Linked DNA regions of Mus musculus: regions 1, 2, 3, 5, 6 and 7 are each linked to region 4. The links are chromatin contacts, called in public ChIA-PET, HiChIP or PLAC-seq, Micro-C and promoter capture Hi-C maps. All regions are on one chromosome and are shown on one strand. Each heading gives the region's core, a stretch centred on a gene start, on an enhancer-like site or on the middle of the called end of the contact. The rest is flanking DNA. Distances are from core to core; before and after follow the strand shown.

Region 1 (3,503 bases), core at 518-3,017, 700 kb after region 4:
TGTGCATTCTCACTTGGCTACAGCTCTCAGGTTTGCCTTTTGTGGGCTGGTGTACCATGGTGTGACTCTAGGGGGCCTGTACTGTGTAACAGGGTCCTTCCCTCCACAGTGACCTGCTGTCTGTATAGTCTGTCTGTTTCTTTGGGACATGACTGTGCTGTGGAGAGCAAGATCGGCTGGGGCTCTGCCTCTGGCCCCAGCATGTGGCAGCTGTATGGCTGGGGACAGACACTTTTGCATCCCTGTGTTTCTTTCACTCCAATAGGCCCCTCAGAATTCTGGGTAGAGAGGATAACCTTTCACCTCAGTGGGACTGCAGAGGCTAACAGAGGATCTCCAGGGCTTCATGGCTTGGCTCACCCTTGTCTGGGTTTGTAGATTGCAGCCAGTCAATTCCTGTTGGGCTGCACTCTCCCCTCATTGGTAGGCCGAGCCACGTGGCCACTGGAGGCAGAAATTCGAGGGCAGCTGTGTACAGTACAGGGCCAAGGCTCAGGTCCCAGAATGCCCTGGGCACCATGACTAGAACTGAAGCAGGGGAGAGAAGCGTGGGTTTGAGGAGGTCAGAGAGTCATGGTGCTATATCCTCATATCCGGACACTGGTAGCCCCAGGGGTCCCTGTGGTCTCTGACTCAGAAAGGTCACCTCTTGGAACTAAGACTAGACTCCAGCTGTGGCTGCTTCTAGAACAGGCAGAGCTCAGAGGAAGCGGGGACCTTACCTTTGGCTGCCAGACAGTTCCGGGCACCAACCGAGCCAGCTCTTCTGAGCTGCTGAGCTGAGCTGAGGTCTGTCGGATTCATGTGGCTGATAGGCATTAGAGCTTTGTGGTCCCAATGTGTTTAAGGGCCCTTTACCTACAGTAAGCACCTCCTTGAATCCATCGGCCCTGTCCTATTGGGTCTTTGCCATTATTAGTGTTTCACAGAGAAGGGATGAAGGCACAGAGAGGTCTCACGGCTGTTGGCTAAGGCAAACTGATAGTTTAAATTTGGGCCTCTTCCCTAAGCTCTGTCACTGGCTTAGTGGTGTGGGAGGTGTGTTATTGATGATTGGTTTCCTAGCTTTCTCTGCTGTGGTGGCGTGCACCTTTGCTGGGGACAGGAAGCCTTGAGGATGTGCCTTGCACGAAAGGGTTAACGAACACACACACACACACACACACACACACACACACACACAGAGAGAGAGAGAGAGAGAGAGAGAGAGAGAGAGAGAGAGACACTCATACACAGAGCTTTCCCAGGCCAGAGCCGGAACAGAGGGGCCTTATCTGCAGAGGAAGGGGTGGGTGGGATGTGGGACTCTGCAGGCTCCTCTCCACTCTCAGCTTCAGTACCTTCTGTGGGCCAGCTGTTCAGAGCTCAGTCAGAGGGCGGAGGGGGACCCAGCAATGTGGGATTCATTACTGGGTTTGGCAGAAGACTGAATCCCCTGAGGTGGGGTGGGGGTGGGACCTCCTGGAGTAGAGGTCTAGAATGGGGGAGGGGAAGGTCGTTTCCCCCACCCCCAAGTTCCCCCACCCCTTTCCTTTTCCTGCGCTTAGAGCAGCTGTCTCCACTGATGGAGTCTCTTCCCTGAAGGGGTGTGGCCTGGCCTCTTTGGCCCCTGCCACCTACAGCCTGTTGAGCTATAGTGGCCTCTTGGGTGGAGGCCGGGCGGAGGACGGAGGACAGAGGGCGGTGAGCATCAGTTCCTCTGCCTTGGGAGTAACTGAAAGCAGCACTGGGGCTAAGTGCAGAAGGCGGGGCCCACTGTGTGGGGCAGAGCTGAAGAGTGTCCCGGCTGCGTGACATGACTACACCTGCTGTTTGAGCACTTGGGAGGCCTGGATGACATAGCCCGGTCCCAGGCTGGCCAGAGTTACACAGCAAGGCACTGTGAGGAGAAAGAGAAAGCCCGAGTGTTATGAGGCCGGAGGAAGTGGGGGTGGAGGGCCTAGAAGCTGATTGTCTGTGCTGATTGAAGATAGGCTACAGGGCTAAAGCACCGTAGATGAGGCTCAGGCACACATAGGTCGTGTAAAACCACCTGTAGGAATAGGACCAGAGTGGCAAAGTAGCTTTCCAGAGGTCACACAGCTTAGCCTTGGTGCCTCACTCATACAAATGGTTCCTGTTGTAATTCAGAGCTCCTTGGCCACACCTCAGTCACCAAGCCCCAGCAAGGCCTGATGCAGAAGTGGTTGGAGCGCCAGAGGCAGAGAGAAGTGAGACCTCTGTAGTAGCCCTGAGCCTGGGGCAGAGCACAGCACTGCCCCACCCAGACCTCTGTGGGGGTGAGTGAGCAGGCTGGGAGGGGCTGGCTTGCACGCATGCACGAAACTGACTGTTCTCCCTCTCAGATGGGACCCAAGGCCTCCCTGCCTGTGAGGGGTGGGGCTTCACAATGGTTCTAATGAGGGACCTCCATAGGTCAGCAGTCACACTACTAGCAGGCCAGGTACCACCCCAGGAAAGCCTGGAATGACTCACACATCCAGAGTGGAGAATGTTTGTGAGTTTTTTTTTCCAAAAAGATATATTTTGTTTAAAATTTCATGTGTATTGGACACCACGTGCATACCTAATGCCCACAGGGGCCAAGAGAGGGCATCAGACCCCTCCTGGAACTGTGAGCCACCACAGGGGTGCTGGGAACTAAACTTGGGTCCTCAGCTCGAGTGGCTGGTGCTGGGCTGTGCCATCTCTAGCATGGAGGACTCCTTTTAAAATACTTTATTGATTTATTATTATTATTATTATTATTATTTGTGTGTCTGTGTACATCATGATGCACACATGGAGGTCAGAGGACATTTTTTCTTTTTTAATTTTTGTCCCCAAGCCCAGAGGACAATTTTGTAGAGTCATTTCTCTCTCCACCTTTATGTAGGTTCCAGGGATTGAACTCAGGTCAGCAGGCTGCTGTAGCAAGCACCATACCTACTGAGCCACCTCACTTACCAGAGAGCCTCACTGTCCCCCAGGAATATTCTCCTGCACACCTGTGGACTGACACATCTTGCCTGTGGGGCAGCCAGGCGCCTGAGAAAGCAAGCATTGGCCATGGCCACGCCCCAGGTCAGAGGTCACATTGGGAGCAGGATGCTGACGAAGGCTGATTTTTTTTTTTTGGACAGGGTCTCATTATGTAGTTTTGGCTGTCCTGGAACTCATTATGTAAAGGTCCTTGCACCCTTGGCTTGACTGTGGTGTGGAAAGGATTTCAGGCTGAGCCTGTGCAAATTAGAGTTGGTGTTTATTAAGACTCCAGGTTTGAGCACTGGAGTCAACAAGTGTGGGTATGGGCTACTTAAGAGGGCCCTGCTTAGGTGTCTTTCCGAGAGCCATGTGTCTGGTTTTTCTGAGGAAGACAAGTCTACTGAGAACTGAAGTCGGGTCCTACTGTGGTTTCACAGGGTTAGAGCTGATAAAACAAAACCCTGGGTTACAGCCCAGTAACTCAGTACTACCCGGTACTCAGTACTACCCGGTACTCAGTACTACCCGGTACTCAGGGG
Region 2 (3,114 bases), core at 27-2,526, 690 kb before region 4:
TGCACAGGGACAAGAATGGGAATCTAGGAACAGAAGTCAAAGACAGACTGTCAGTCTGGCTATGAAAAAACCAGAAGTGTGAGTGGTTCTGTCCAAAATTTGTAGGTTATGATAGCCCACACCTGTAATACCAGTACTTAATAATCCAGAGGCAGAAGGACCGGCTCAAATTTGAGGCCAACTTGATGTATATAGAGAATTCCAGGCCGGCCAGGGCTACATAGACCATCAATAAACAAATAGATTCCCAGCAAATACCCACTAGCTTTGGTCACGAAAGAATTCCAAACCAGTGGTTTTCAAAGATTTCCAAAGGGTGAGGAGGTAGGAAGTTAAGAGGGTGTTGTGCCACAGAGCTACTACGGTACCGCCAGCAGTCTGCAAAACAGGTAGCTTGGTATGTTACCTTTCACTACAGCCATGGTCGCACTCTCTTGTAAAGGTGTTTTAAAAGAATCAAACCCAAAGACTTTCTTCAGGGTGCTCCGGACTCGCCGCTCCCGGTCGAAGGGAGTGGAGAAAGGACGGGCGCTCATCTTTGCAAAAAGCAGCAGCCAAAAGGTTAACGCAAAGGTGGGCAAAGGCAATCCCGAAAAAACCCTCTGCTCCACGTTAAAATATAGCCTATGTTTCTCCTGCCGAGTAAGCTGCTATGTTACACTTAAATATCTCATTCCCCAGCAGTAAAAGTGAAGGCTGAATTGCTTCACGCAATACATTCCTGAGGGATTAACATTACTTCTCCCTTTAATAAAAATAAAAACAATGAACTTTCCAGGTCAGGTGGACAGAGCTACAAATCGGACCACAACAAAGCCCACAAACGTCTTCAAAGTCGACCAGAGAACTTGGAATCCTTTTTCTAGGGTCCTTGTTCTAGAAGCGAAGCCATAGATACCATTCATCAAGGACGCCGACCCCCCGTTCCTCCTCTGAGCCCCCAAGTCAACAGCTCTCGCCCTTTGCCAGACAAATGCTCTCCAAGATGTCAGACCCCAGGCTCTTTTCGGTTGGCTCTGCAGCTTTCCAAAGAACACTACTCCCTAACTCGAACTCAGAAGCCAAACCGCCCGAGAAGTCAGCGAAGTAGAAGCCGCAAGACCTTACTTCCGTCCCGTGCTGATGACGTTTCCAAGAGCTGAGCATGGGGGCGGAGCCATGCCCAGACACAGCCCTTTTGATTGGTTGTCATTCGGGCGCGGAGTCTCCTGGGATCCGGAAGAAGTTGGTTTTCTCGCCCCTAAATTGGCTTATGAGTCATAGGCCTGAGCCACACCGCGCTGTGGGAGTAAGATGGCGGGGAAGAAAAATGTTTTGTCGTCTCTTGCAATTTATGCGGAATATTCAGACCCTGAATCTGATGGCGAAACTGGAGTCGACGCTGTAGGCGGAGCGACTGGTGAGACTTGAGCTGGAAAGGGGAGGGTCTGTTATGGTTACCAAATGCTACCTCTCTAGCGGGGCATGGGGAGAAGATGCTCTTTGTGCTCCAGGTATCGGGTCTTGGAACCCCAAAGCGCAGTGGATGTCCTAGGTCAGACAGAGCATTAGAACCTCTACTACAGTACGAGTGATCTCTCTTTCTGCGATCCTCTACGCAAGGCGTCATGCTGGCCAGAGGGTGGACCAAGGGGGGTACGCATCTGTCGAGACATCACTGTCTCGTTGTTTGATGGGGAAGAGAGGAGTGAAATGTACCTGGAGGATAGTAAAACTTGTGTTTCGTTAAGTTGGTAACTTTTAAGGAATCGTTTCTAAGTCTGCCCTAGAGTTTTTAAAAATGCATCTCTCCTAAGTGCATAATTCTGGGCTTTTTCATAGAATATGCTAGACAAGCCTTTTAAGGCGGTAGGGTGATTCTGTTGTTTGGTGAGTTTTAAAAGCCTATCGGTTGCCCTCAGACTGCGAAGCATAGAGGGAACAGATTTCTTGAAGGAAGCAAATTACCTGATATACCAGAGCTTTGGGTCTTCTTATCTGCAAAGTAGGGGCAAAACAATGAGGAAGACAGTCTTGTGCATAGAAGGCGTTTTTGAGGTTGCACATGAAACAAGATAGAGATGTGTGTGGTATGTCAAAACAGGAGTTTAAACGACCTGTTGGGCTGGTTCAAAGAGGAGAAGACTTTAACTGCCCTAATAGGCCAACAGCATGTAATAGTTCCCCAACCTTTGGAACTGCTGGGAACCAAACCCAGGGCCTTACACTCTTAGGAAAGCATCCCACTACTTTGTTACTTCCCCAGCCTGTCCTGAAAATATTAGAACATGAATTTAATGCTTGATTTTCTTTTCATATACATCTGTACATATGGAGTGGGCCTTGCATGTGAGTTCTGCCCATGGTGGACAGAGAGAGGCATCAGCTCTTCTGAAACTGGCATTTGTGAGCTGCCTGATGTGGGTACTGGAAACTGAACTGTCAAACTTACAGAGATCTGCCTGGCCCTGTCTCCAGAGAGCTTGAATTAAAAGCATGGGACACCAAACCCTGTACATTATGCACTCGTATAAGAGTCATCTTCCAATACCCCTGTTTTTGTTTGTTTTGAGACAGGATCTCCCTCTAGTCCTGACTGTCCTGGAACTCAGGCTGATCTAGAACTCAGAGATCCTCCTGCCTCTGCCTCCCAAGTGCTCGGTTCAAAGGTGTGCACCGCCATTCCTGGCACAACCCCTGGTCTTTTCTTTTTCTTTCTTTCCTTTTTTTTTCTTCCTCCCCCCCAACCTCCAGGCTGAGGACAGAACCCAGAGCTCTACCACTGAGCTAAATTCCCAACCCCAACCCCTGGTATTAAATTGTTCTTCCTAAGTACAAATTCAATCTGGGCCTATAGCCACTTACTTGAGACTTAGGTTCCCTTTTTATCTTCAGAAATAATCTTGGCCATTCAATTTTCAGAAACATTTTTACATTTCTCCCCTCTCCCCCTCTCTCTCCTTCTCCCTCTCTCTCCCCCTCTCCCCTCTCTCTCCTCTTTCAGAGGAGAAAGGTGGTTTGGTATCTGACGCCTATGGAGAAGATGACTTCTCTCGCCCAGGGGGTGATGAGGATGGTTATGAAGAAGAGGAGGACGAGAACAGTAAGCAGTCGGTGGGTAAATCTTCCAGACCC
Region 3 (3,380 bases), core at 279-2,778, 1.0 Mb before region 4:
AGCTGGAAGACCTGTGTTAAGGGAACTGGTTACTCCCCTTTTTTTATTGTTGATTTTTGGGTTTTTTGTTTTCGAGACAGGGTTTCTCTGTGTAGCTCTGGCTATCCTGGAACTCACTCTGTAGACCAGACTGGCCTTGAACTTAGAGGACCCCCCCACTCTGGGTTGTTACCTCAGTGCTAGGATTCTAGGCATGTGCCCCCACCCGCAGGCTCTGGCTGCTGCTCTTACTGAGGACCTAGTACCCATAAGAAGGCTCACAGCAGTCATTCCAGTCTCTGGGGATCCGAAACTCTTTCTCCTGCCCCAGGCATGCATGCGGGGAAAACACTCATTTACAGCAAAATAAAAGTAAAAAGACATTTAAATGAAATAAAATACCAACTCAGGTTTCCCTTGTGGGAAGTAGGAGATGGCGTCTGACTGCCTGGCTCAAACTGCTCATCAAGTTAAGTGATAAAAACCAGTAAGTCACACACACCTAAAAAGCTTTAAAAGTGTTTGCCTTCAAGAAAACTAAAAAACACAAACATTTTTACAACCCAGGCGAGGAAAGTATCACATTTGTTAACGTACCCTGGGTTCAGTCTCCAAAAACCAACACAGCAGTGTAGTCTGTAATTCCAGCACTTGGGAGGTGGGAGGCATGAGGACCAAGAGTTCAAGGTCACCCTTAAGAACATAACAAGTTCGAGCCTAGCCAGGATTATACGGTCGCAAACCAATAACAAAAATAAATAAAGGGAAATATTAATCTCCTGTTTATTCAAAAATCTTCGTGCATTAACAGTCTTGCTATCTAAACAGATAAAAAATGATTTATAATATAAATAAATATAAATGCAGGATTGAGACAGGGCGGCTGCTGACCTGAGTGGCAGTGATGGGGGTGCAAGCGAGTTTCTTCACCCTGCAGCTTTTCTACCTCAGACTCCACTGTCGGGTGGACAGGTGTCCTTCGGTGACTAACCGAGAGCCCATGTGATCTGCTGAGGCGCTCTGCAGACAGCCTCGCGTGAGTGCACTGTCCAGGCTTTCCGGGGATGGGGTGGGGTGGAGAGGGCGTCTCCGTGAGTCCGGGGCAGTGGACACCCCATGTGCAAACGCCTACGATGGTGAGTGGTGGTGGGAGGGATTCGCCTTCCGTGTCTCTGAAGATGCTCCTGGGGTCAGGTGTGCCTCGTGAGCATCCGTCCCCGCCCCACGTGGATACCTGCCCTTCTCTGTTCTGACACACGGAGTGGGGGTACCGGCCCCCGAGAGTACCGGGAAGAAAGCAAAGCCAGAGGTCCACTCACCTGACACTTCAGGCCCGTCCGGGCTCCTCAAGCTCAGTTCTCCCTCCCTCTCAGTGTAGCCCAACAGCAAAACTTAACAGCACTTGCCAGTAACTGACAGGCTGCTAGGCCAATCACCGTGCAGCTTTTGGCCGCCGCTGGACGAATCGTTGTACGTCGAAGGTCCCATCCCAATGTCACTGTCCAGATACCGCTAGGTACTGTAGTCTTCCGCTTCCAAGCCCCACCCCCTTGAGAAGCTGCAGAGACTCCTGGGAGGTGTAGTACCACAGCGCCTTGCGTGCGCATTTCCGACGCCGTAAAAGAGCGGATGGCGAAGTTGGCTTTTACGACCTTCTAGAGGGCCTCTCATTGGCGCGATCCTCTGAAGTCTGCGCGGCTATGGAATATTAGAGCTCGCTGAACTTGACCCAGTTTTTATTTTTTATTTTCCAAATCAATGTAGTCTTAGAAGTCATATAACTTTGGAAAAGATGGCGGGAAGCCTGGTATTATTAGCCTGAAGGACTGGAGTTGGGTCGGGGTTAGATGGGTTCTTTGGGATAAGAACCTTTAAGGGAGTTGTACACACACACACACACACACACACACACACACACACACACACACACACACACGGGTCGGGGTTAGATGGGTTCTTTGGGATAAGAACCTTTAAGGGAGTTGTACACACACACACACAAACACACCCGGAGGAAACTACACACACACACACACACACGGAGGAATAAGAACCTTTAAGGGAGTTGTACACACAAACACACACACACACCCGGAGGAAACTACACACACACACACACACACACACACACACCCCCGGAGGAAATTTAGCACCGGAAGGACGATCGGTAGTTCAACATCAACCCAGAGTTCAAGGCCAGCCTAAGCTACGTGAGACCCTGACCTCTAAAACAAAAAGTTTATCTGAACTGAGATCTAAGTAATTTGCTGCAACTTCTTAATGTATCATTACTTACATGTTTTTAAATCAGTGGTTTATTTGTTACAGTTTAAGAGTTAATCTTAGCCAGGCGTGGTGGCGCACGCCTTTAATCCCAGCACTCAGGAGGCAGAGGCAGGAGGATTTCTGAGTTCGCGGCCAGCCTGATCTACAAAGTAAGTTTCAGGACAGCCAGGGCTATACATATATATATATAACCATATATATATATATAACCCTGTCTCAAAAAACCAAAAAAAAAAAAAGAGTTAATCTTTTTTAAAGATTTATTTATTTTATGTACATAAATGCACTGTAGTTGTCTTCAGACACACCAGAAGAGGGCATCGGATCCCATTACAGATGGTTGTGAACTATCATGTGGTTGTGGGAATTGAACTCAGAACCTTTGGAAAAGCCGTCATCTTTTTGTTGAGCCATCTCTCCAGCCCCTTTTTGTATTTTTTTTTTTTGGTTTTTCGAGACAGGGTTTCTCTGTGCAGCCCTGGCTGTCCTGGAACTCACTCTGAGTTCTGACCAGGCTGGCCTCGAACTCAGAAATCCACCTGCCTCTGCCTCCCGAGTGCTGGGATTAAAGGCGTGCGCCACCACGCCCGGCTTCCTTTTTGTATTTTTTAAGAACACCTCAAGAAACAGCTGGCTGGGCAGTAACAAATCTCTGGATAGCTTTTCTCATTTTGTTTTCCAAGTAGCAGAAATGACAGAAGTTTTTAAAGGTTAATAGTGGGGGGGGGGGGGTACACAAGGAGAGGCGAGAGGACAGCTTGCAAGAATCAGTCCTCTCCTTCCACAGGATCCAAGGGGTTGAATTTAGTTTTCAATCTTGATAAGAAGCACCTTTACCTACTGAGTCATCTCCAAAGCTAGCCTTCAAGTGTCGGAAACTACAATCTTAAAGATCGGTTCTTGTGTAGCCTCAGACTGTTACGTGGCTGTGGGTGACCCATGACTCTCCTTCCTTCACTTCCCGTCTGAGCCATCATGCCTGGCCTAGAAGTTTTTAGGTGTAATGAACGCTAGTCTTACTGCTTAGGTGGGGGAGTGGATCTTGCCTAGGCAAAGGTTCATTTCTCCAGGCAGGCACGCTGGGATCTCCCTCTGACCGCAGCTCTCAGAATCAG
Region 4 (3,017 bases), core at 82-2,581:
TGCCCTTCCTCCATCCCCAGGGCTACTCTGGCTTACCTTGAGCTTATCCTGTGTCTGAAGCTATCCTGGGTAAAGTACTACAGACCTGTGCTTCGAGAGAGCCACTGTTCCCAGCTTCTCCTCCACAGGGCCAGTGGCCAGCCAGGGCGAAGCCTGCCCACCTATCTCTTTATCTCTCACTGAGATTCGTCCTGGCCCTTCCCAGCCCCTGGAGAAACTTAGGTAGGGAGAGAAATTCACAAGAAGTACCCTAGTGGGCTGGTGGTCATAGGACGGTCACTCAATGTTGACTTTTGAGGGGCCAGATTCTGTACTGTGGGGCAGACCTGTGATGGCCAAGTGTCTCCAGGGATTGTCAAATATCCTTAGCGGGCAAAAGCACCCCTAAGCTGAGAACCACTGCTTGAAACCAAGTTTCATTTTCTTCTCCCTGACTACAATCACAACAGCACAACATAGATGCTGGGGACAGTATTTCACCACAAGATGTCACCCACACTGGAACCCCCAATGCAGCTGGTTGAGAAACAGCAACCGCTCCACCTATGAGGCAATCCCTCAGGTACACCTCACCTTCGCTCTCTATGTCCCGGCCCTACAGACTCGCGGCTCGGTGTTTCCTGGAGTTGAATCAAGGTATGGACCTGGCTTCCCTTCTGCCCTGGGGTTGTGGTAGAGACCTGGGCCCTACAGACCTTTCGCTCCCTAACTTTCAATCCAATGCAGAAACATCAGCTGGGGGCCCAACTCTCCAAACCCCTCGGTCCTTAAGCCAGGACTCCTGAGTACACTTTCTGAGCCGCGGACTACTCTGGCGGTGTGAGCCTTCCCCATCCCCCACCCCCGCACCTGTTACTACCACGGCGGCGAAGCTCCACGCACAAAACGCTGCCCGAGGACTTTGGAAGTTCACCCGGGAGACAGGGGAATATAGTCTTAAGGTCTAAAAGGGATTTCTGGTTGGAGGCGGAGTCGCATGTTCCAACACTGGGCAGTGCCCTCTCTTCCTCTCTGGGCTTTTAAACTTTTGCGCAAACCACGCGCCCAGACATCTGGTGACTGTGCCCCGGGGAACCCCTTTAGGCGTCCTGGTCCCAGCAGAGGCCAAGGATCTGCGGGAGGGATCCAGCGGTCCCGCGGGCACAGAGTCCAGCCTCGGCCTCTAGGGCGCTCTGCGGGGCGCACAGCCCCCGACCTTCCCCGCGGCCGAACGGGGCAGCCCCGTGAATCCCTGGCCACCCGCGGCCTAGCGGACCCGAGCTCCGCCGCACCCAATTCCCCGTGCTCACCTCTCGGAGGCCCCACGTCCCGGGAAGCGGCTGAGAGCAGAGTGGGCAGCGGCGGGGCGGCGGCTACAAGGCTGAGCGCCAGCGCTCCGCCTCTTCCCTACCTGCGCGAGGGCGCAGGGGCGGGGACTGGGTGTGGGCGGGGCCTCATTGAGGCGGGGCTTCTTGGTGTGTGGGCGGTGCTTCGGGGGGCGTGGTCGGCCCGCGGCTTCTGCCTGGGCTTGTAGCTCCTGCTGCTCCACTTATGGCCACATTTAAACACTTGCCTAGCACACAGATCTTAGGTTCGATCTCCAGCAACACACGCGCTCACACGGACACACCCCCATAACAACCAAGCAAAAACCACTCAATTTCCCCTTCTCTTTCTCGTGTGACCTCAGGCTCCTTTGACTCCAGGAGCCTCGACTAGGCTTGCATCCTTTCCAGAATCCCCGATCGATCGCTGCAGCTACATCGTCTAGGAAGCCTTGGCCTTCTCTAGCTGCTGTCTCTCCTTCGTCCATTAGAATGATCTCTCCTCAGGCCTGGCATCCCTTCTAGGCCAGACCGGGTCCTTGCTGGAAGTTGGGTCTTGTCCCCTTAACCACCCCAGGACTAAACACAGAGCAGTTGGAAAGGCAACCGAGGTATATGCTAGTTCTTGGGACTGTCCCTTAGGAAACTGTGAATGTTGCTCTGCACCCAAGGACACAGAGGCTTCTTGCTAAGGCTGAAAGCTGGCTCTCACAGTAACTGGCAATAGATGCAGAGGAAGGCCCTCCACATCTCCGTGTCATGAACAGCCCCCAGGCCCAGGCTTTGGATACTCTAGCCTGGCCAATACTGACCAAGTAACTTGCTTTGTTGGCTGTAATGAGAAATAACTATATATGACTCCAGCTAACAGAGCCGGGGGTTCAAATCCTGATCTGCCATTGACTGCTCCTGTGGTCTTAGATGAATCCCCTAAGCCTCCTCGGTCTCAGCTTTCCCCTCTCTGTGTGGTAGCAGTAACAGGGAGCATTTGTGGGGCCCCTGGCTCTAACTAGCAGCTGCTGTTATCTTTGCTATTATTAGTAGTGGTGACGGCCGGCCCTCCCTCAAGTTTAAGCCACAGGCTTTTATCCTCCTTAGCCCACGTCTCTAGCCACCTTGAGCCCATAGGAGCTGGGCTGTGCCTCCTCATCTCCCTCCTGGACCCAGATATCCCTCCCTTAACTCGGCTCTGGGTGGTGCCATCTTGTGATGTTCTTACCCACTTCCTGGTAGAGTACCACTCTTCATGTTCGCGTACCTAGCCCTGTACGAAGGCCTACATTTATGACACCCTGTCCAACACTCCCATGCTCCCACCTACGAGCACTCGCCGGACCTGTCAGCTCCTGAACAAGAACAGCAGGCCGGAGAAGGGCAGGGGGTGCCACTGATACAGATGCCTAGGGCCTGGGTTAGCCCCTCACTTGGGATTTGATGTGGAAACTTACGGCAGGCAGGAAATGGCAGAGGAACGAACTAGACCTGTACCCCCAGGTCTGGAGTCCCTATCCTCAGCCCCTGCACCAATGGCCTCAGTCTTTCTTTCTGAAGTCCTCGCCCAGCCAGAGAGTATGGAGAGACCACCACCAGGGGGCGCTGCAGCAGAGCTGCTTTCAGAGGTGAGCCAGGTCTCTGGGCTCTTGTTGCTCTTAACCACCCTGCCCCCAGTCTGCCACGTTGGTGGGTTGGGTAGAGCAGAGGTTAAAAGCACTG
Region 5 (3,306 bases), core at 722-3,221, 860 kb before region 4:
CTGTCTTCAGGTGCACCAGAAGAGGGCGTCAGGTCTCATTACAGACGGTTGTGAGCCACCATGTGGTTGCTGGGATTTGAACTCAGGACCTTCAGTAGAGCAGTCAGTGCTCTTACCCACTAAGCCATCTCACCAGCCCCTGTATGGGCTAGTCTTATGTCAACGTGACACAAGCTAGAGTCATCAGAAAGGGGGGAAGCTCAATTCAGAAAATAGCCCCACAAATAACTTTTTACAAAAACAATAAAAATAAAAAAATAAAAAATTGCCCCGTAAGATCTGGGTGTAGGCAAGCCTTAGGACATTTGGGTGAGGGCCTACTGTGGGTGGGGCCATCCCTGGGCTGGTGGTCCTGGGTTCTGTAAGAAAGGCTGAGCAAGCCCCGGGGAGCAAGCCAGTGAGTGGCCCCTCCCCATGGCTTCTGCATCAGCTCCTGCCACCAGGTTCCTGCTCAGTTTTTCTTGTCCTGACTGAGTTCTTATCTTGACTTCCTTGAGGATGAACCAAAGTGTGAGCTGAATAAAGCCTTCCCTCCCTCATGCTTCTTTGATCATGGTGTTTTATCACAGCAAGCGTAACCTTAACTAAGGCAGGATTCCCCAAGGGCTCCAGGTTTTGTGGAATGAAGTAGAAAGACCCCAGACCCAGGTAACTAACCAGTTCTGTGCAACAGACAGGGAAGCAGCATGGGAAGGGAGTGTTTGGGCTAAAGTTTCACACGGGCATGTATTTGCATATTGGCTGGGGGTTTTGTTTGTTTGTTTTGAGACAGGGTTTCTCTGTGTAGCCCTGGCTGGCCTGGAACTCACTCTGTAGACCAGGCTGGCCTCAAACTCAGAAATCCTCCTGCCTCTGCCTCCTAAGTGCTGGGATTAAAGGCGTGTGCCACCACTGCCTGGCTGCATTTTGGCTGTTATTAGCTGCAAAGAAATGTAAAAGCTCAGAGAGCTACTGAACAAAGTACTCCAGCATGTTTAAGACTGTAGTGAGTCCATGTGGCAATGAGCCCTGAAAGTGGCTATGTGGCTATCTCCATCATGTTATGAGCATCTATGGTTATGTGGAGAGATTTGGACTTCTCCATCTGTAGTGATAAACTACAGATGTTTGTGTTGAAGGTTTGTGCCAAGGTTCTATGAGTGTTCAAGGTAACAGCTGAACTGGTTTAAACAGAGTTAAATCAGTAAAATGGCTTCTTGTCTAGCCGAAAAGAGGGATTGTAATCGCATGATTAAATTCATTATTATAAGGAAGGGGCTCTTTTTTCCCAGGACCAGATATGACCCTTTCTGACTTCATAAACAGAAAAAAAAACTTTTTTTTTTTTTTTCTAAAAGCAACCCTTCCAGACTTAGATCTCTGGGAAAATGGAAGTAAATACTGACACAGGCTTATTTTGTTTTCCCAAGAGAGGGTTCCCAAGCGATTTCTCTAATTAGTCTAGAAAAAAAAAGTTGTTTTCAAGCTTGTTTTTCCTTTTAGATTTCAAATGAACTGAGGGTGAAATAACAGTATTGCTTTAGATTCTCCAGCTTTGGTTGGTCCATAATATTAGTACTGAGGGACTTTTAAAGATTAAGGAAGAATTGAAGAAAATACAGATAAGGCGATTTTTCAAGGGCCTCATTAAAAAATAATAAAGGGCAGAAGGTATCACCTGACCATGGCTCTAGAAAAATTTAGTGGGTAAACTAATGGGGAGGAAATTGTATGATTGCCTCTAGTCTGGTTCTATAGCGCTAAAAACGCGGGAGCTTCGTGCCGGAGATAGGACCCAGGCTTCCCCGGATCGCTTTAGAGTAACAATCACACAATTCCGCCAGGCTCCCGGAGGGGCGGTGGAGGTTACAGCTGAGCGCACCAAACAGCCAATAACAAATCAGAATCTTCCGCCTACCTCGAATTTCAACCAATCAGCGTCGGGATCTTTGGCTTGTTGGCCTGCGCGTCTGTTGCTGGGGGAAGGCGGCAAGCCTCCTCAGAGTTGCCCACAACGGACATGGCTGCGGCCCCTGGAGGCGGGGAGGTGAAGTGAGGAGGGGGCAGGGAGGGGTGAGGACGCGGGCGAGGAAGACCGTCCGAGGGGGCCCCGGTAAGTACGAGAAGGCCCGCGGCCCGAAGTGGGGAGCAAGGGGGCGTGGGGCTCGGCCTGCTGCGCCCTCTGAGTTCCTACCCGAGGCGAGGAGCGCCTGGGGTGTGCACCTAGCAAGTGGCACCAAAGGGGGTGTCTCTCTGTGCTGGAGGAGAGGGGCCGGCCGGCGCCTGCCTGCAACTCCGGGCCGGCTCCTTCCCTCACGTCCTCAAGGGTTTTTTGGTTTGTTTGTTTTCGTTTTCTCATGTCCCCTCTCTGTCCTGGCTTGCCCCTTGCCGGGGTCCCACGTCAGAAATAAAGGTTGTGTCCAACAAAGAACCCTTGGCCCAGGTCCGCCGTGGCTGGGCCCCGGGCCAGCGACTGCCAATCCTGATGCCACGAGTGTTTATTTGTAGGCCCCTGGGTGTCCCCGGCCCAAATAAAGGCGGTTTTCTGCCACAGCGCGCGCTGTGCTCGCCGCCCGGAGTGGACGGGATCTCTGCACCCGCCCGCCTGCTAGACACTGCGAGGGACTTCCAGTTCAGTGCAAGGCTGCGATGTTGCAGTTGGGGCGTGCTTCCCCGATTTTAGAGTCACATAAAGATGCTTCGGAAGCCAGCGTAGCACCACAGCCTTTGCAGTTCTGTAAAGCAGTTTCCCTGTTTTTTCCCTACCGCGAAACCCTACAGTTAAAAGCCTTGGGGGAAGGTTCAGTACCTAAAGCAACAACAAATAAGAGTGACGGAGGGAATAGAAAAGTTTGACGGTCACTTTCAGAGTCAGACCATTGTACAGTGTAGGCTCATCCTGGAGAACGAATTAGCAGTTCAGACAGAGTCCCCGGACACTCTGCAGTGGAATGTCACCGGCTGTATTCGCTGTCACTTCTCTCTTGGCAGAATTACAAGCAGGGGAACCTAGAGTCTGGCGAGCACTGCATTAACAAGCTACCTCTTTGATAATCAGTACCCCCAGGTAGTTTGAGAGGTAACTGCCCTTGAACGCCCGCCTCTGCACATTCCACTTGGTATAAGACCTCAATAGATGGTTAGAAGACAGGCAGGAGGCTGGCCAGGCCACAAGAGGGAAAGAAATCAGAAAACACTTGACATTTCTATTTTAAGTGGCTAGGAAGTGCCAGCTCCCAGGGAAGAGAGTCAACCTCAACCGTTTGGAAGGCTTACCTCCTGAAGAACGAATTAGCAATAAAGGTCACAGTCCTTGTGCTCCTCCCT
Region 6 (3,131 bases), core at 576-3,075, 720 kb before region 4:
CTTGAAAGACCGTTCATAGGGTTTACCTAAGACTATCCACCAAAAAACATATATTACAATTTATAACTAGCAAAATTCCAGTAATAAAGAAGGAACAAAAAGGATGTTATGGTTGGGGGTCGCCAGAGCATGAGGAAGGCTGAGAGTCACTGTGCTAGAGGCACACAATGCTGAGAGCGGCCATCATGCCTAGTCACTCGTGAGCCCACTCACCAGGGAGATCCAGCCTCACTAGAGCCTCACTAGAGCCTCCCTCTCAGCCTCTAACTCCAGATGTTCCCCTGCGGATAACCACTTCCTGCCCAAGCTGGTGGCAGGAAGCCCACCTGGTGCAGGAGGCCAGTCTCTTTTCGGATCCCCAGGCTGAGGCCCTGGGAGAGGCCACTGTTCTATCAGGGTCCTTACAGTCATCTCTAGTGCCAGAAATGTGGTACAGGGTTGGGAACCAGAAGAGACAGCGCGAGGCAGGGCAGTTTGAGTGCCCAGGCTTAAGATTAGCCGGCACTAACAGCTTTGGAACAGAGGGTTTTCTTAGTCTGAATACTGCTTGCGGATCTGACCCCACACAGCAGGCTACTGTAAGGAAAGCAAATTGCAATGCCACCTTCTAAAGAAGTAGGGTCCCTCCAGCAAAGTGAAGAACAGCCCTAAAACTGCATAGAAGTGGCAGGAAGACAGCTGAGACAGCCACTGGGGGGCGCTCTTGCAGCCAGCTCCCACTAACACTGAATATACACGACAAATGTTCCCTCTGCCTGTACAGTGGTGGCCTGTCCTGTCTCTGAGAAGCTTTGGCATCTAGGCACTGTGACCATATGGTTGTCTACACCCTGCCCCAAGCCCTGGCTCACTGGGGTTTTGTGCTCAGATTCAAAGGGCTCCATTGACTGCAGAGCTGAGGTCAGTCCTCCCCCTGCAGCCTGGTCTGCTGGTGGCAAGACCGACAAACGTTAATGGGCCAACAGAGCTGTCATGCAGACAGCTGAGCAGAACGAGACCAGCAGTGACCTTTCTCTTAGAAGGACCCAAGGCCCCTCACTAAAACAAGCAGGCTACTTTTCTTTCTTTCTTTTTCTTATTTACTTATTTTTTGTTTTTTTCGAGACAGGGTTTCTCTGTGTAGCCGTGGCTGTACTGGAACTCACTCTGTAGACCAGGCTAGCCTCGAACTCAGAAATTTACCTGCCTCTGCCTCCCAAGTGCTGGAATTAAAGGTGTGCACTACCATGGCCGGCGCAGACTACTTTTAGAGTATCTAGGATCCTCATCTTCCCCCCAGATGCCCCTGGGTAGATGGCAGAGTACCACACCAGAGGGCTGCTTGAAAGCTTGCTGACGTGCTTGGGTGATCCTGTAGCCCGGTTTTCTTTCTGGCAGAGGGCAGAGAGAGCAGCCAGAGTGTGGCCCAAGAGACAGACCAGGGTGGTCAGGGACACAAGCCAAAAAGGCCATCCAGAGGGTGCTGGGGCACCCAAGAGCGAGTCACTCCACCCTCTTCCTCTGGCAACCTCAGACGGAGCCCCCCGGGGTTATTTCCACAGGGAACCACAGCCAACCACTTCTGTCATTAGCCCAACCCCAGCCCTCCGCCTACAGCCTACAGCCTACAGCCTGGCTCAAAGGCAGGAGGAGGGCAGAACAGGAGGAAGAATAAGAGAGGGAGCCGTCTGGGGATCCAGAGAGCAGAGTGGACCTCTAGGCAGGGAAAGGCATAGGGCGTGAAGGGCAAGTCAAGCTCAGGGGAGGACTCCCTGGGCTCCTCCTCACAACTGTAATTTGACACCTAGATCTCCAGGACAACCAACAACAAAAAAGCTGAAGCGATGAGGCGCTGAAGCTGGACAGCAGCTGGCTGTCAGCAACCGGGAGCTAGCACCAGGAGGTGCCCGAGTGAGAAGCAGCCGCCTAGGCAGGAAAGTGGCAGCGCTGGTGAAGAAGTCAAAGGTGGTGGCCAAAGGACTTCCAGGAGGTACATAGAGGCTCTGTACTGGGACACCTCTTCGAGGCTCCCCACTATCTGAGCTCCCAGGTAAGAGACACTGGCTAGAGGTGACAGGATCGGGAAAGGAGGGCAGCCAGGGTCTCGTATCTCTGGCGAGGAGTCACAGCTTAGCATGAGCTCGGAGAGGAACGTCTTGGGGGATATATTAGGCCACTCTCCTATGGGAATTTAGTCACCTCCTCTGTGTGTATACCTGAGTGCTCTTCCCCTGGGACCTGGTACTAGAGAAGGGGGATGTACTGCTACTCGGTGTGTGGCACAGGGGCTGGGGGCTGCTGGACACATCCATTTAAACCTTTTCTATTCAGTGAGTTTAGGATATGGCCCCCAATCTTGCTGAGCCTCCATTTCCGAAAGGATTAGGGCTGAGCCCTCCCTGGTTCTCAAGAAGGCTCAGGACAAGGTGTGCCCAGCCTGCTGAATGGCCTCTGGCCCCAGGAGCTGGTAGAGCCAGCAGCAGAACTGCCTACTTGGATGCTGGACAAGAGCAGCAGCTTTCCTGTCTTTTGGAGTTCTGACCTGCTCACCGCTGTGTGCTTCCGGCTCAGGATCATCCTAGGGAGGAGTCTCTGCACCCACTTAGATTACCAGGACCCCTGATCCTCCTTTGGCAATGATCTCTGAAAACTGAGCCAGGGATATGCACCCTAATTCAAACCCCAAGTTTGGAAAGGAGTTTGTGACTACATGAATGAGTTTGGAAAAGACCCCAGAGTCTCTTCCACACTAACTACTGTAATGGTTGCCCCCAGACAGCTCTTCTCTTCAGTCCTTGTGCAGGGCAAGCACAACCTTCTTGGGCAGGGCCTCACGAGAGGAGGCTGCTAAGCCCTTCTGCCTCCTGTCCTCACACTGGGGTTCAAGTCCCCGTGAGACGTCCCTTCCAAAGCAAACACACTGTTATCCAGTAAGAAAGAAAAACATCATTCAGTTTTGGAAACCAAGGGGAGGGCCGAGAGTCTCTTTGGCTCAGCAGAGGGGGTGCACTCTGGTTTGTGTGGGACTGGGAAGCTAACTCCTGTGGTAATACTAACAAGTGTGCAACAGAGGGACTGCACTGCAGCTGAGCCACATCTGGGACACACAGGCTCCAGCAGTCCCTGAGCTCAGAGGGAGGCCCAGCTTCTAT
Region 7 (3,304 bases), core at 649-3,148, 920 kb before region 4:
TTCAAGGGGTATTGGTCCTCCTTTAGCATCTGAGGGCACCAGGCATGTACACACACACACACACACACACACACACGCCCGCGCGCACGCGCAGGTAAATACACTCAAGAATGTAAAAAACTTAAAAATCACTTTTAAAAGCCTGATTAGGACTAAATCATTTGTTAGGGTAGGTAGGTAGGCTTTAATTCACAAATATCAAAGTTCTCTTCTATTTCAAGCTATCTTACTTCACAAACTCCCATGGGTGATTTCTCACTTAACAATAGTTAACCTCACTAAAACCTTAAAAAGGAGTCTTTCAGCTCCCAAACTGACTCAATCTCCCTTACTAACAGTGAGGGGAAACAGGAGGGAGCAAGAAGGAAAATACTACGAACAAACCATGATCTGTGAAAAAAAAAAAACACCAAAATACAAGTAACACAAGCAAACAGGCAAAATCCACTTGTGAACTGGTCACTATCACTTACTTAGGGATGAATTCAGTCCTTTGAGTTTCCTAGTTCCCAGGGGGAGAACTTAAACAGCCCCCTACCACCAACACCACCACCCGCCCCCGCCCCCCTGGCTCCCAAGTAGCCCTCCTGGCTGCCTGATGAATACAGTGGACGTTAAAAAAGGAATGCAAACAGGGAAGGTATCTCCCTCCAAAAGAAAAGGGGATCTTAGAACGACGGAGAAAATGAACAGTGCCCAAACCAGCAGAAACTTGAAAATTATAACGGAGGAACAGCAAGAAGGGGAAGTAGATTTTTTTTTAAAGGGGGCGGAGGGACCAATGACTGGCGCTACAGATGCTTTTCGTGTCCCTAGTAGCGTAGAATGGAGACAGAAGGCAAAAACGGAAAAGTGAAAGAGAGGTGAAGAAGTCAAAAACAAAAAACAAAACAAAAAAACAACAACAACAAAACCCAGTTTCTCTAGCCTCTTTCTGAGTGTCAACAGCACCGAAAGATGACGTTGAACGCGCTTCGGCTACCCGGCAAACTGCACTGCTATAGCTTTTGAACACAGCCTAAAATCCCTTTCTTACCAACCCACACGACCTAAGAGTGTTGCAGGAACCAACGGGGCTCTCTCCCCAAAATTCCTTCCTTCCAGCATTCCTATCCGCTGCTGCTGCTGCTTCCCCCCCACCCCCCAACAAGTATTTTTTCCCCCTCAAGTCCTTCTAAAAAGAGAAGCGCCCAACTCTCACAAAGACCCGTCGGCGGGTCCGGGTAACAATCATTCTAAGTCACGGTGGATTCCCGCACACAATTCCACCGCAAGATGCCAAGAGGCGGTGACGTGGTGGCCTTGCAGGTCAAAGGAGCATCAATCACCACGTTAGCTGCGGGCACCGAATCCCCCGCCTCCCGGGCTCAGTCAGCCTGACTCAGAGCAGCAGCCTGCGCCTCTCGGCTGCTCCGGGCTCCCCAGCGTCCAGCCGGACGGCCGCCACACCAGACCTCCCCGGCGGGCCGGGTCTCTGCCCCCAGCGGGAGGAAGACCGGCACCAGGAAGGAAGCGCCCCAAAAGGGGAAACGAGGAGACGGCTGCGCAGCCGCTGCGCTCGGGTCCCAGCCTTCCCCGGCCCGCGAGCGGCCCTCCCCGGCAGCCCCGAGCAGCCCGGGCCCGAGCCGCTCGCCGCCGCGCGGCGCGGGGACCACGGAGCTCCCGCTCACTTCCCGCCCGCTCCCCTGCACTCACCGTGACGCGCCGTCCACTCCGTCACCCGGCCCGGCCCGCCCTGCGCTGCCGCCCGCAGCCGCCAACCTCGCTGCTGCTCCCTGACTGCGGCGCCCGCTGCCCCGACCGCCGTCCCGGCCGCAGCCCCGCTCGCTCTCGCCGCCGCCGCCGCCCGATCGCAGAAGCAACAGAGCAACCTAGCTTCCGCTCCTCGCCAGGGTCCCGCGAGAACTTCCCCACGCGGCCCCGCCCCGCCGCGCCCCGCCCCCGCGAGACTTCCCCCGGCGGAAAAGGCCCAGAGCGCAAGCGCTCCTCCTCCGCTCCGCCCGGCAGGTAGCCTAGAGGGGGGCTTCGCGCATGCGTCAGCTCGGCCCGCAGCAGGTGGCACGGACTCGGCTCCGCCCCTGGGCCGTTGTAACCCTCTACGTGCCGGAGCAAGTGAATTACAGCTCTGCTCTAGAGGAACGGCGCTTTCCACACTCTAATCACGTCCTTTCTACCAAAACAAAGCAAAGAGGCACCGAGGAGCGGGGAGAGATCTCAGGATGGCTCAACCCAAATAGAGGACCAGTTCTAGAAACGTTTGGGGATCTGGTTCGTGCAACCTGCAGTATTCGATGAATTGTTTGATTAGTCTGTTCACGCAGTGAACCACATACCCAGTGTAAGTAAGCACTGTGCTGGGTAAAGAAGATGAAACAACGAGCAGAGATCCTGGCCTTCAAGAGGTTAAATCGAGAGAAGCAGCAGAAGAGTAAACAAGTAATGTCTTGGCTGGAGAGACCTCTCAGGTCAAAAACTGCTTGCTGCTCTTCCAGAGGACCTGCACCCACACCAGATGGCTCACAACTGTCTGTAACCCCAGTTCCAGGAGACTTAGTGCCGCTGGCCTCTGATAGCACTAGCATTCACCTGCACACACCCTCATGCGCGCGCGCGCGCGCGCGCACACACACACACACACACACACACACACACACACACATACACACACAGCTATAACACTTACACATAGCTCTTTGGGGGAATGCTGAGGAAGCCAAAAAGATAGAGAAAGGCTGGCTCTGTTCCTCAGCCCACTGTATAAAAGACTTAACAAAGAAGGTGATGTGGAACTGAGTACTGGAGGGCGAGTAGGAGTTCCACAGCACAGGAGCCAGGGTAAGCGCTTAGCCAACAAACGGAATGGCACAGAACAGAGAGATGGATGGAGGCGTGAGAAAGTCGTGTTCTGTGCGATGCAAAGTGCATAGATAGGTTCCTGTGCGGGGCTGCCGGTTTTGGGGGAGTAGTAGATGAAGCTTGGAGAAGTACCTCTCAGTTCCAAAAGCTCTTTTCAATTATAGGAGAGCAAGAACACAGCCAATGTCAATGTGTTCTCTAGAAGCCAACAAAATACAGTTAAGAATACCCAAGCCTCTGCTACAATAATGAGTCCACTAAAATAAGGCAAGTGAATTGTTCTTTCGACAAGTGTTTACTGAACATCATTTGCAATTGAAAATGCCTTTCAGAGCAAAAGATGAAGCCAATGACTCCAGCAGTTTGCGATTTAGATAGAGCTACTTAGTTTCAAAGAGAAGAACGCTGGCCCTAAGTACCAGGGACCTACATATTAGAATGACCAGTT

What was found. Promoter capture Hi-C pulls out the DNA fragments that hold promoters and counts their contacts. A called contact is a pair of places that touch in the nucleus more often than the background predicts. ChIA-PET counts read pairs in DNA pulled down with a chosen protein or histone mark. HiChIP or PLAC-seq counts read pairs in DNA pulled down with a chosen protein or histone mark.
Region 1: a Micro-C map of embryonic stem cells shows a contact between it and region 4, with 2.0 times the contacts expected there. The contact joins the enhancer-like site here to the promoter of Rhbdf2 in region 4. A contact is called at or near these places in 2 of 484 Hi-C or Micro-C datasets (embryonic stem cells and myocytes), 4 of 115 datasets of contacts at active chromatin or transcription factors (bone marrow-derived macrophages, effector CD8 T cells, memory CD8 T cells and 1 more) and 1 of 9 other capture datasets (embryonic stem cells).
Region 2: a contact with region 4 is called in an RNA polymerase II ChIA-PET map of memory CD8 T cells, with 5 read pairs. The contact joins the promoter of Sap30bp here to the promoter of Rhbdf2 in region 4. A contact is called at or near these places in 3 of 39 promoter capture datasets (hippocampal neurons, pre-B cells and stem cell-derived epiblast-like cells) and 1 of 115 datasets of contacts at active chromatin or transcription factors (memory CD8 T cells).
Region 3: a contact with region 4 is called in a FOXA1 HiChIP or PLAC-seq map of pancreatic cancer cells. The contact joins the promoter of Slc25a19 here to the promoter of Rhbdf2 in region 4.
Region 5: a promoter capture Hi-C map of pre-B cells shows a contact between it and region 4, with 4 times the contacts expected there. The contact joins the promoter of Tmem94 here to the promoter of Rhbdf2 in region 4. A contact is called at or near these places in 5 of 39 promoter capture datasets (the C10 cell line, hippocampal neurons, liver and 1 more) and 1 of 115 datasets of contacts at active chromatin or transcription factors (pancreatic cancer cells).
Region 6: a contact with region 4 is called in a promoter capture Hi-C map of pre-B cells, with 3 times the contacts expected there. The contact joins the promoter of Smim5 here to the promoter of Rhbdf2 in region 4. A contact is called at or near these places in 4 of 39 promoter capture datasets (the C10 cell line, hippocampal neurons, neutrophils and 1 more) and 1 of 115 datasets of contacts at active chromatin or transcription factors (pancreatic cancer cells).
Region 7: a contact with region 4 is called in a promoter capture Hi-C map of pre-B cells, with 3 times the contacts expected there. The contact joins the promoter of Grb2 here to the promoter of Rhbdf2 in region 4. A contact is called at or near these places in 3 of 39 promoter capture datasets (liver and pre-B cells).

The regions. Positions count from the first base shown.
Region 1 is chr11:117,318,429-117,321,931 of GRCm38.p6, forward strand. All of the region lies in intron 2 of Septin9 (septin 9), which reads left to right. Gm34065 (a long non-coding RNA gene) reads right to left here. Exons shown (of 4, transcript XR_003949802.1): 4 at 3,497-3,503. Among named protein-coding and RNA genes, the nearest start is that of Gm34065, 6.8 kb to the right of the region's middle. Within about 2 kb of position 1,768, at least 196 of the 459 cell types and tissues checked have an H3K27ac peak or open chromatin away from gene starts, as enhancers often do. A contact at or near this core is called in bone marrow-derived macrophages, embryonic stem cells, memory CD8 T cells and 1 more, where this site is marked.
Region 2 is chr11:115,932,383-115,935,496 of GRCm38.p6, forward strand. It overlaps Sap30bp (SAP30 binding protein), which reads left to right and starts at 1,277. Exons shown (of 11, transcript NM_020483.3): 1 at 1,277-1,399; 2 at 2,984-3,093. The coding sequence starts at 1,294. It overlaps Recql5 (RecQ protein-like 5), which reads right to left and starts at 1,110. Exons shown (of 19, transcript NM_130454.2): 1 at 407-1,110. The coding sequence starts at 536.
Region 3 is chr11:115,626,767-115,630,146 of GRCm38.p6, forward strand. Slc25a19 (solute carrier family 25 (mitochondrial thiamine pyrophosphate carrier), member 19) reads right to left here and starts at 1,529. Exons shown (of 7, transcript NM_026071.3): 1 at 1,299-1,529.
Region 4 is chr11:116,622,889-116,625,905 of GRCm38.p6, forward strand. It overlaps Rhbdf2 (rhomboid 5 homolog 2), which reads right to left and starts at 1,332. Exons shown (of 19, transcript NM_001167680.2): 1 at 1,290-1,332.
Region 5 is chr11:115,763,462-115,766,767 of GRCm38.p6, forward strand. It overlaps Tmem94 (transmembrane protein 94), which reads left to right and starts at 1,972. Exons shown (of 32, transcript NM_028014.3): 1 at 1,972-2,092.
Region 6 is chr11:115,898,314-115,901,444 of GRCm38.p6, forward strand. Smim5 (small integral membrane protein 5) reads left to right here and starts at 1,826. Exons shown (of 3, transcript NM_183259.3): 1 at 1,826-2,029. All of the region lies in intron 7 of Recql5 (RecQ protein-like 5), which reads right to left.
Region 7 is chr11:115,706,699-115,710,002 of GRCm38.p6, forward strand. Grb2 (growth factor receptor bound protein 2) reads right to left here and starts at 1,899. Exons shown (of 6, transcript NM_008163.4): 1 at 1,696-1,899.